Linked DNA regions of Sus scrofa: region 1 is linked to region 2. The links are chromatin contacts, called in public HiChIP or PLAC-seq maps. All regions are on one chromosome and are shown on one strand. The core of a region is the stretch at or near the end of the contact, and the rest is flanking DNA. Distances in the headings are between cores, read along the strand shown. Region 1 has its middle 45 kb from the start of SLC39A8. Region 2 has its middle 16 kb from the start of MANBA.

What was found. HiChIP or PLAC-seq counts read pairs in DNA pulled down with a chosen protein or histone mark.
Region 1: an H3K27ac HiChIP or PLAC-seq map of alveolar macrophages shows a contact between it and region 2. The contact joins two enhancer-like sites. A contact is called at or near these places in 2 of 47 Hi-C or Micro-C datasets (embryonic fibroblasts and epiblast stem cells) and 1 of 2 datasets of contacts at active chromatin or transcription factors (alveolar macrophages).

What each region holds. Positions count from the first base shown.
Region 1 is chr8:118,558,380-118,561,079 of Sscrofa11.1, reverse strand. No RefSeq gene overlaps it. Among named protein-coding and RNA genes, the nearest start is that of SLC39A8, 45 kb to the left of the region's middle. Within about 2 kb of position 1,254, at least 5 of the 83 cell types and tissues checked have an H3K27ac peak or open chromatin away from gene starts, as enhancers often do. A contact at or near this core is called in alveolar macrophages, where this site is marked.
Region 2 is chr8:118,234,253-118,236,952 of Sscrofa11.1, reverse strand. No RefSeq gene overlaps it. Among named protein-coding and RNA genes, the nearest start is that of MANBA, 16 kb to the left of the region's middle. Within about 2 kb of position 1,377, at least 1 of the 83 cell types and tissues checked has an H3K27ac peak or open chromatin away from gene starts, as enhancers often do. A contact at or near this core is called in alveolar macrophages, where this site is marked.

The sequences.
Region 1 (2,700 bases), core at 5-2,504, 320 kb before region 2:
CTACCCTGTAAAGTCAGAGAGAGTCCTTTTAAGTTCAACTATATCTAAACACCAATTCATATTTCTGACAGATGTCCTCCAAGGTTTAATTGGTTTATATCCAACAACTCTAAACAACATGTCAATCTTTATTTATTAATATGGGGTACATTTACACAAGTAATTTTCCCCCAAAGGGTCACTAGGGAGCTCTCAAACTCAGACATTTTACAAGTGAATTTCTGAAGTTTTTCTATGGGTAATTCTGCTTTGAAAATTTTCCAGTCTTCAAACCATCAAGAGTGTAGAACTTTGGAACCTTCTTTATTGATTTGCCCTTGTCCTGGAGCAGACTCAGAATTGTTTTCTGAGAAAAATCTTTAAACTGTCTACCATGCTCCCAGGCCTCCTCTTGGCAGAGGTAGGTCAATGCCAACTCAAGTCTAAGGTAGGCACTTGATTTTCACAAGGTGACATTCTCTTTTATCTCTTTGCTCAGTTGACTTTTAAAACATATGCTTTTTGAGGTATATGAGTTTTTAAAATACAGTGTTTCATAACACCAAATACATTTGCCAAATAATAAAATGGCCATCGCTACTTATGCTTTATCCTGGATTAATCTCTGGAGTGCTAAGATACCAGGCCATTCCCACTGCATCCTATGTAAGCCTTTCAAATCACTCAAACCTAGATCATCTTATTGGATTCTCATCATAACCCTGTTAGATAATTAAGGTAGAGATTATTATCCCCATTTTTCAGGTGGGAAAACTAATAAATGGGGTAATTAAATCTCTGAAACCCAAGTTAAAGGACTGAGTCAAGCAATTGAGTCAAAACAGAAGAATACATATAACAATATTTATTGAGTAGCTTTCTTGGTTACAATTTTCTGCCTCTCTGTTGTAGCTAAAAGGCAGCCTAAAATCTTAACCAAAAGGTGAAGGAGTAATTTACTCCCTGTAAAGGTTAGCTCCCTAATAACAGATAACAGGGGAGCCTGCTTTTCTTCATCTATAAAATAACGTTGAACTAACTAATCAGAGGTCATGACCTGGCAGGATAATGAATAGTTTCAGGATGCATTTCAACTGACCTGCAGACTCTTGGGTCAGAAAATTTTAACATTAAAAAAGTCAGAGATTTCTGGCTTCTCTTGTAATCATAAAATTGGGCTGCCCTTGACCCATATTTGTGCATGGTAGCAATCGAATGGAGTTACATCCACACTTCCCCTTTTGCTAAAGCATGTACTTCTCCGTTTCCCATGATTCATACCACTCCCTATTACTTACACCCAAAGAAGCTTCATTTAAGGGCACTATTGCTTGAGTCCTGTAGATATTTCACTTCCTCATTCATTTTATTCAACAAGCATTTACCAGACGAAGCTTATACATGCAATATTACACAACACATACTCAGAAGGAAAGGGTAACTAAAACAAAGCCCAGGAGCGCCACCATCTCATCCTATGGTGGGGACACATGGGCATAAATAGATTGTTACTACATAGATGCCTTGGGGCTCAGTTTTCGGACCTATTCTCCGCTCTTTTTTTCACTCCCTTGGTATCCTCACTCAGACTCATGGCTTTAAATACCATCTCTTTGCTGATGTACATCTCTAGTCTGGCCCTGGATTCCAGTCTCATCTGGCTAAATGCCTAATAAATAACTTCACCTGGAAATCTTATCGTCATTCAAACTCCATAGGTCCAAAATCAGACCATGAGTTCAGCTCCCAAAGCCTCAGTCTTTCCTGTATCAAAGAATGACAACCCTCTTCTTCGAGTGGGTAAGGCCAAACCCTTGACGTCTTCACTTCTTACCCTTTTCATTCATTCCATCAGCAAGTCATGTTAGCCCAGGGAAGGGAGGCTGCGAGTCTCCATGAAGTGACATCTGAGGATGAATGGTACTTAACTGGATGAAAAAGGAAATGACGTGCATTGCAGACAGAGGGGACCACATAAGCACAGGTGTGGAAGAGAGAAATAACCGGACATCTAGGAGGAACTCTAAGTAAGTCAATGTACCTAAAACATAACTTATGGGAAGAGAGACACTGAAGATGGTTGTAGAGATGTAGGTGGGGTCTGGATCACAGAAGGCCTTTTATCCCATTTATCAACCCGTATCATCAAAGCATTTTAGGCAGGTAGGACACTGATGAGTAAAGCCAGGTGAGAGATGGTTAGGCCCTAAACTGAAGCAGCCACAACTTGGATTTAAACTCAGTAGGACTGAAGATTGGGCCAGTGTAGGAGAGGAAAAGAAACCATGAAGATAACATAGCCCCGAATGGAAATACAGGAGAAACGATTTGGAGAAGGAAATAATAATTCAGTATCAGAAATACTGAACTTGACAGCCCATGGAGCAACCATGGAAACGACTTAATGAGTTACCCAAAGCTTGGGAGATGTAGCCTGGAGATATGAGTTTGAGAACCATCAGCAAATAAATGGGAATTAGAGCTACGACAACTGTACACTGTGTCCCTTAGCCAAGTCACCTAATGGCTCTCTGTCCCAGTTTTCTCATCTATAAAGTGGGGAATATCATACCTACTTTATAATGTTGTTTTGAAAGTTATTTAAGAGAATTATAATACTTTAATGGAGTTAGGACTTGACATAGCTGTTAGTCATGGTAGCTGTTTAAAAACTAATTTTTCAGATTACATTGGAAGACCATGAGGAAGAGTAGTTATCAA
Region 2 (2,700 bases), core at 128-2,627:
CTAAGTGAAATAAGTCAGAAAGAGAAAGACAAATACCTTATGATGTCACTTATACATGGAAGGGAAGATAGGGCGCAAATGAATCTATCAACAGAACAGAAACAAACTCACAAACATGGAGAACAGATTTGTGGTTGCCAAGGGGGAGGGAGTGAGATGGACAGGGAGTTTGGGGTTGGTAGAATGCAAGCTATTACATTTAGAATGGATAAGGAATAAAGTCCTACTGTATATAACACAGGGAATTATATCAAATGTGATAAAACATGATGGGAGATAATGTAAGAAAAGGAATATATATATATATATATATATGTCACTTTGCTATACTGCAGAAATTGACACATTGTAAATCCACATACATTAATAAAAAACATTTAAAAAATTACCTTGGGTATGTATCTAGGAATGAAATTGCTGGGTCATATGGTAATTTTATGTTTAATTTTGTGAGAATAACCAAAGTGCTTTCCAAAGAAGCTGCATCATTTTACAATCCCACCAGCAATGTACAATGCTCCAGATTCTCCAAATCTTTACAAATACTTAGTTCCCATTTTAAAAAATTATAGCTATCCTAGTGAGAGTGAGGTGGTGTCTTATTGTGGTTTTGATTTGCATTCCTCTAATAAATAATGATGTTGAACATTTTTCATATGCTTGCTGGCATGTGTACATTTTTTTGAGAAATATTTATTCAAATATTTTGCCCATTTTTAAATTGGGTTACTTATCTTTCATTGAGTGTTATGGGTTCTTTATATATGCTGGATACTAGACCCTTACCAGAAATGTGATTTGCAAATATCTTCTCCTATTCTTAAGTTGTTTTTTCACTTTGATAGTGTCCTTTGATATACAGAAGTATACAATTTTTAAGGGAGTCCAATTTATCTTTCATTTCTTGTGCTTTTGGCATCATAAGAATTTATTGCCAAATCCAAAGTCACAAAAATCTACTCCTCTTCTAAGAGTTTTATAGTTTTAGATCTTACATTAAGGGCTTTTATACATTTTGAGTTAATTTTTGTATATAATGTGAGGTAGGGGCCCAAATTCATTTTTTTGCATGTTAATATCCAGTTGTCTCAGCACCATTTGTTGAAGAAACTATTCATGCCCTGTTGAGTGGTCTTGACACCCTGTTGACCACAAGATGTATATGAGTTCATTTCTGGACTCTCAACTACATTCCATTGGTCTATAAGTTTATCTTTAGGCTAGTACCACACTGATTTTTTTTTTCTTTTGCCACACCAGCAGCAAGTGAAAGTTCCCAAGCTGGGGATTGAACAGCAGCAATGTGAACCACTGATCCTTAACCTGCCAATCCAACAGATGACTCCCAGTACTATACTGTTTTGATTACTGCAGTTTTGCAGTAAATTTTGAAATCAGGAAGTAGCAATTCTCTAACTTTGTTTTGCAAGATTGTCTAGCTCTTTGTGCTCCTTTGCAATTCATATGAATTTTTAAATCTTCCATTTCTGCAAAATCACTGGAATTTTGATATGGATTGCACTGAATCTGTAGATTGATTTTATTGCCATTTTAATAAATCTTCGAATCTATGAACACAGAATGTCTTTATTTAAGACTTATTTTCAGTATACAAATTTTACCACTTTTTTATTCTTATTCTAAATGGAATTTCTTAATTTCATTTTTAGGATGGTTAAACACTACTTACAGAAATACAACTGATTTTTGTATCCTGCAACTTCACTAAATTATTAGCTGTAGTAATTACTAAGATTTCCTGTATCATGTCACCTGCAGATAGTTTTACTTCTTTTCGGGTTGGATGAGCTGATGTTTTTAATGTCTGAAGTTTTCATAAATCCATCCCTACTGATGGTACAATGTTCCTTGGCACATTTTTTCTTTTTGGTTTTTAACAATGAGGTATTATTGAGTTCCTGCAGAGTATTTGTTTGCTTCTGCCAGCACCAGGTTGCTCTGATTTGGAACTTTAAAAAATAAATCTTGGAGTTCCCATCGTGGCGCGGTGGTTAACGAATCCGACTAGGAACCATGAGGTTGCGGGTTCGGTCCCTGCCCTTGCTCAGTGGGTTAACGATCCGGCGTTGCCATGAGCTGTGGTGTAGGTTGCAGATGTGGCTCGGATCTCGCGTTGCTGTGGCTCTGGCGTAGGCCGGTGGCTACAGTTCCGACTCGACCCCTAGCCTGGGAACCTCCATATGCCGCGGGAGCGGCCCAAAGAAATAGCAAAAAGACCAAAAAAAAAAAAAAAAAAATCTATTAATCATAAAGTGTATATTTGTTTAAAAGGTTTTTATATTTATCATACTTATTTTCAGTTTTTGTCATTTTGTGTTTTTAACCTGTAATTTATTATTTAAGTTTTAATTAATGTCTGTATTGAAACGTAAAGAGTGTCAGATGCTTTTCTCTTGATGGTCATTGTCTTTCTTTTTTTTCTTCCCACCACTACCACGGCATATGGAAGTTCCCAGGCCTGGGATAAAACTGAACCAGAGCTGCAACCCACACAACAGCTGAAGCAATGCTGGATCCTTAACCCACTGCTTGGGACCAGGGATGGAACTGGTGTCTTCACCCCCTTTTGGGGGTCCTAGTTTCAACTTGGTTTTGGCATAAGAATACTTTCTTTCTTGGCAAATTAACAGTAAGTTTTTAAATGTTTTTTTCCCAGCACTAAACTAAAAGCAGTTTAGT